Linked DNA regions of Mus musculus: region 2 is linked to region 1. Evidence: chromatin contacts called from public Hi-C data. All regions are on one chromosome and are shown on one strand. The core of a region is the stretch at or near the end of the contact, and the rest is flanking DNA. Distances in the headings are between cores, read along the strand shown. Region 1 has its middle 5.2 kb from the start of Gm40484. Region 2 has its middle 66 kb from the start of 7420700N18Rik.

What was found. Hi-C and Micro-C count contacts between places; a contact is called where the count stands out from the background.
Region 2: a Hi-C map of the C2C12 cell line shows a contact between it and region 1, with 6 times the contacts expected there. The contact joins two enhancer-like sites. A contact is called at or near these places in 3 of 39 promoter capture datasets (the 3T3-L1 cell line and 3T3-L1-derived adipocytes) and 5 of 484 Hi-C or Micro-C datasets (the Ba/F3 cell line, the C2C12 cell line, the HPC-7 cell line and 2 more).

The regions. Positions count from the first base shown.
Region 1 is chr8:31,099,898-31,103,015 of GRCm38.p6, reverse strand. No RefSeq gene overlaps it. Among named protein-coding and RNA genes, the nearest start is that of Gm40484, 5.2 kb to the left of the region's middle. Within about 2 kb of position 1,530, at least 12 of the 459 cell types and tissues checked have an H3K27ac peak or open chromatin away from gene starts, as enhancers often do. A contact at or near this core is called in the C2C12 cell line, where this site is marked.
Region 2 is chr8:31,299,784-31,302,901 of GRCm38.p6, reverse strand. No RefSeq gene overlaps it. Among named protein-coding and RNA genes, the nearest start is that of 7420700N18Rik, 66 kb to the left of the region's middle. Within about 2 kb of position 1,466, at least 35 of the 459 cell types and tissues checked have an H3K27ac peak or open chromatin away from gene starts, as enhancers often do. A contact at or near this core is called in the C2C12 cell line, where this site is marked.

The sequences.
Region 1 (3,118 bases), core at 281-2,780:
GGAATTAAAGGCATGCACCACCACTGCCCGGCAGGTTCTGTTATTTCTGAGTGTGAGAAATATATGGGGAAAAGTCTTCATGGTGAGTCCAAAGGCTTATATTAACCTTTTTTTTTTTTTTTTTTTTTGAGACAGGGTTTCTCTGTATAGCCCTGGCTATCCTGGAACTCACTTTGTAGACCAGGCTGGCCTCAAACTCAGAAATCTGCCTGCCTCTGCCTCCCAAGTTCTGGGGTTAAAGGCGTGTGCCACTACCACCCGACTTTTTTTTTTAATTTTATTTTATTTTTATTAGGTATTTTCCTCGTTTACATTTTCAATGCTATCCCAAAAGTCCGCCATACCCACCCCCCCAAATCCACTACCCACCCACTCCCCCGTTTTGGCCCTGGGGTTCCCCTGTACTGGGGCATATACAGTTTGCAAGTCCAATGGGCCTCTCTTTGCAGTGATGGCCGACTAGGCCATCTTTTGATACATATGCAGCTAGAGTCAAGAGTTCCGGGGTATTGGTTAGTTCATAATGTTGTTCCACCTATAGGGTTGCAGTTCCCTTTAGCTCCTTGGGTAATTTCTCTAGCTCCTCCATTGGGGGCCCTGTGAGCCATCCAATAGCTGACTGTGAGCATCCACTTCTGTGTTTGCTAGGCCCCGGCATAGTCTCACAAGAGACAGCTATATCTGGGTCCTTTCAGCAAAATCTTGCTAGTGTATGCAATGGTGTCAGCGTTTGGGAGCTGATTATGGGATGGATCCCTGCATATGGCAATCACTAGATGGTCTATCCTTTCGTCACAGCTCCAAATTTTGTCTCTGTAGCTCCTTCAATGGGTGTTTTGTTCCCATTTCTAAGAAGGGGCAAAGTGTCCACACTTTGGTCTTCGTTCTTCTTGAATTTCATGTGTTTAGCAAATTGTATCTTATATCTTGGGTATCCTAAGTTTCTGGGCTAATATCCACTTATCAGTGAGTACATATTGTGCGAGTTCCTTTGTGTTTGGGTTACCTCACTCAGGATGATGCCCTCCAGGTCCATCCATTTGCCTAGGAATTTCATAAATTCATTTTTTAATAGCTGAGTAGTATTCCATTGTGTACATGTACCACATTTTCTGTATCCATTCCTCTGTTGAGGGGCATCTGGGTTCTTTCCAGCATCTGGCTATTATAAATAAGGCTGCTATGAACATAGTGGAGCATGTGTCCTTCTTACCGGTCACCGCCCGACTTATATTAACATCTTATCAATGCTGTAAAGTTACCACCACGGTCTTGATAGATTAACCAATACACATGGGTTGTTTTACAGCTACGAGAGTCTTGTGTCTGACCGATCTCACTGGACCTGTTTCTAGCAGGGGCCCATGGGGGCTGCATGTGTAACCCTCTGGGGGCCAGCATAATTGTAAGGTAGCTACCAGCCTTGTTCCAGATGCGTCTGTCTCTTTGGGCTCCCCAGTAGCAGTTTACTCGTGAGCTGTGCTGCCGTGGCACCTCCCAGCTGGGATTAGTTACAGGGGTGAAGAGCTGGGCAAACATTCCTCCCCTTCCCCAGGGACTTCTAAGTCTCCGACGAGGGCAGTTTCAAGGGTTTGAGTCAATACTGAAAAGGGGGAGGCTGGAGACAAGAGAAGGACCTGATGACTAGATAGACTGGAATCAGAGGGTTCCAGAGGGCTGCGGCTCGGTCAGCTGAAGACTCAGGCTGCTGCATCTAACACAGTCGTGTGAGGCCCAAACATTCAACTGCCCAACGAGAGGGCAGAGGAAACTGGATATTGAGCCTGTTTTTGTAGGTAGGAGCCAGATCATTTATGACAGGTGTCACATATCTGGGTTTGGAGGATGGGGCCGTGTGATAATTATGCTGCGGGCTCCTCTGGTCCCATGTGAACCAGACAGGGAGTTGTAATCATTAGAAAAGACCCGGTGCTCCTCAATCCACGGCTACCTCAGATGTACAACCAAGTAAGAGGGGCCTGCTGGTTCTTAAACACCGGGGCAGTTGCTCTGTAGTAACTCTTTCCCCTTACACCTAATAATCCCCCCACCCCACGCATGCACGTATGCATGCACGCATGTGCGCGTCAGGAGACCGGATATGAACTGAAGGCCAAGCTTGGCACTACGAGTTGTTGAATGTAAAGACTCTAGAACAGTGGTCAGTGGTTCTCAACCTCCCCGATACTGTTCCTTATGTTGTGGTGACCCCAACTATATAATTATTTCCATTGCTCCTTTATAACTGTAATTTTGCTAGTGTTATGAAGAGTGATGTAAACACCCCTGTTTTCCGACGGTCTAGGGTGAACCCCTGTGAAAAGGTCACTTGACACCAAAGTGTTGAGAAACATGGCTCTAGAGCCAGAGAACCCAGGCTTAAATTATAGTTTTTTTTTCTCCATTTTTCTATTTGCATGACCTTGGGCACACTAGTTAGCCTCTGTTTTCCTATGACTAAGCAATGGCACCTACATTATGTCACAACACAAGGGTTAGTATCTCTAAACACAGATATATGCTTCCCTGTCTTTAAGAATATAGTGGTTACTTTTTTTTAAAAAAATTATTTATGGTTATATGTGGGTCTGTGTATGTTCACATGCTGGAGAAGGTCAGAGTGAGGTCAGATCCCTTGGCTAGCCTTACATATATAATTGTCAATTACCTGCTGTGGGTGGTGGGAATCAAACTCATGTCATGTGCTGGAACAATATACATCCTTAACTGCTGAGCCGTCTCTCCAGCCCCGTGTTGGTTAGTTTTTAACTGCCTATTCGACACAACCTACAATTTTCTCAGAAGAGCGTCTTAATGAGGAATTATATGATAATTAGCCAAATTACTTTGAGAAAGAAACATCAGATAACGAACTCTCAAAAGAGTTTTGGTACAAGCTGAAGTTAAGTTCCTAATGAGGAATTATTTAGACCAGATTGGCCTGTGGACAAGTTGGGGGTTGGGGGTGGTGAGTGGGTCATTGACAGGGAGACCCAGTCCATTATGAGAGGCACCATTCCCTATGTTGAGCCCCGGACTGTGAAAGATTAGAGAAAGCTTGGGCTGAGAATTAGAGCAAACAAGCAACAATCCTTAGATTTATTCTCTCTCTGCTTTT
Region 2 (3,118 bases), core at 217-2,716, 200 kb before region 1:
AGTAGGCTATTACTGGACTTATTGTAGTTCCCTCCAGTTCCAACAAAGTCTGAAGGCTTCCAGCTGATAGTGTGAATAGTGTATTTTCAGAGAAAATCAACTTCAACCCCAACACCCTCTACAACCGAGAGCCTCTCCCAAAGGGGCTCCCACCATCTGTTCACACCACAGTCACACCTCCAAGACCTAGAGTATAGGTTAGTCAATGTGCCGTTAGGTACATTGTCTTCCAAGGTGGACCCACAGTGACTGCATCCCTGGTGGTGTTCATGAACTAAGAGTAATGAGTCTTTCCTTACCACATTCTACGTGTGGCTTCTTGGGAACTAGATAACATAGAAGCTGCTGAATCTATTTCTCACTTTGTCCTACAATCTGTTTCAAGTCTGCTAGTGTGCTCAAGCAGTGATCTTTCTCTCTTCAAAAGAAAAAAAAACCTTCAGAACTAAATTCCTAGGGTTCAAATATACCTCCAGGACTCAGAGAGCATGTGAGAGCATGGGCCTTGCAGGACCGTGTGACACTGCTGGAATATTCCAGTACATTCCTCCAACATCCCTTAGACATTCACTCCCTAGGATGTCTGTGTGACTCTAGAAGGTTGAGAGCCTACCATTCACTCAGTCAATACCTTGAACACCATTCTCCGGGTCCTTAAGCAGCTTCCAGGCTTCGGAAGACATTCTCTCAGATCCTCTCAGTCTTGGTTTGGGGGATGAGAAGCAATAACTCCTCCCCAAGAGCACTAACTACTCATTCAGTGATGACTCCCCTTCCTTCCTCGGCCCCTCTTCTGAAAGAGGCTGGAGAGTGGTAATGGCATAGCACATACACTTCTCTTCCTCCCCTCAGAATTCATGGGGAAGGGTTGCTGGCCTTGCAAACTGGAGAACAATATGTAATATGCAATATGATATATTTAGGGCCTTTCTTCTTCAGCTTTGTATCTTGTATACCATCATAGCACAGGAGGAAGACTGGTTTTGCAACTATTTTAAATGACTTTTACTGTGATGATGTAGATGTCTGTGTAGAATAACACACAGAGAGATACACATGTTTTCTAAGTATGTGGCTCCCTGCATATATTGGAAACTCTTTAAAGGAATACATCTTCCTTCTTTTCTCTCTCCATTTCTCAGCACAGTATGGAGCATTTTGTGGGCGTGTGACCAATGTCTGCTATACTCTTTCCTAATCCCCAACAAAGCTGAAGGAAAACCCCAGCATCATGAGATGCCAAGCTCCTCATTTTTCAAAAGAAATCCAGGCCCAGAAAGATGAGGTCATTTATCCAAGGGCACACAGCTAGCTGGGATTCCATTTCTCATACAAATTCATACACTTAATGGTGCTGCAGAAGCAGAAGTAAGCCAAGCATATTTGATGACTGGCCTTTGGAGAGTCGAGAGTGGGTAATGGAAAACACTCTACAAATTCCAAAAGTTAATTTTTGCAGATGAAGCACATTTCTCATTCCCCAATCTGGTAGAGTTTGCCAGTGTGTGCCGTGACTAATGTTGGCTCAGCCCAGACTTCCTGTTTTCAGGGCAGCATGACAGATTTGTTGGTATAATTTGGCTTTAATTCATTTCAGGCCAATCCTGGAAACGCGAGGCTATGTCATGTCTCATTGCAACATTAACTCCATTTTTCTACCTTCACTCCCTCTATTAATAAGCAGAGGCCACTCAATGGGGCAATCTTAACAGCCTGCTGCAGGTGACAGCCAGAAATATAAATAACTTCTCACTTAGTCTTTTACTCCTTTCCAGGAAAGCTGATAGGTTCGCTCTCCTATCTCTCCAAGTGGACCCAAGGCTGATGAACTCATTCAAGGCAGTTCACATGTTTCTTGGTGAGATGGATTTCCAGGACAGACTGATAGAGAAAAGGGTTACTCTTGTGGCAATACCTGATGACCTTACAGTGATTCCAGGTTAATAAAATATTTCCCCTGGGCCCTGGAACATCCTCCTTCAACTCAATCTACTGAGAGCACAGGGTGGATGGAATCTTTTCTCCTGCTTTTCCTAAAGTTCACCTATTCCAAATTCTAGACTGAGGATGGAAGAAGGAGAGGTGGGAAGCAGAAGTGTGCAGGTGTCCAAGTTCTCTACAGGAAGGTGGCTCCACACCAATGTGATGGAGAGTGACCTTCAGAAAGACGCCTAGGGAGGAAACATAAGGTGAGTGGATGTTATATTTCATGGCGTGGATACTATATGTATTGTCGAGCTCAAGTATTGAAAACATGTCTGATGTTAAAAACTATATCTGGCCCAAAGTTGTTCTCAGTGGAGAACTAGAAGCCACAGCTCTTCATTCTCTGACCAGCTTCATATCTACCAATTACCACAGCATATCTAGAGCTTAGGCTGGCCAGATCCTTATAGCAGATCCCAGTGAATGACATGGCAGAGGCTTGAGAGGAAGGGAAGGGTATCTCCTGAGGAATGAGTGGCCATTGGAAGAACATCTGTTCATCAGAAGAAGAAGAAAATAAAGTTCCATGCTCTTCTTAACTTAAATTTTAAGACCCACTCATTGGCATATCGCCTATTCTGGTATTCCATATGACTTCTGTGTATTTTATGGAATGCTTAGTGAATCCCTTGGTCATAATGCCAAAATATATTCTCCAAAGACCTTTAAACTGTGTGCTCTGTACCTGAGAATTATATACAGTACTGTCTTCTGTCTTCCCAAAACCATACCACATGGAGTAGAGGCAGAATTTGGGCTAGGTGAGTTGCAGTGTAGGAATTTGAATGTATATATCCCAACTGACTCATTCCTTCTCCTGTTTTGAGGAGTCATGGGCCTGGGAATTAGAAGTAAGAAAAGAGCTAGGGAGATGGCTCAGCGGTTAAGAGCACTGACTGCTCTTCCAGAGGTCCTGAGTTTGATACGGAGCAACCACATGGTGGCTCACAACCATCTGTAATGGGAATGTGATGCCCTCTTCTGGTGTGTCTGAAGACAGCAACAGTGTACTCACATACATGAAATAATAAATGAATCTTTAAAAATTATTAGAAGTAAGAATAAGAATGATGGAGAAGCTTATGTGTTTCCCTTGACTGATTGAAGTTTTCTATTATAAAAGAAAGAAAAA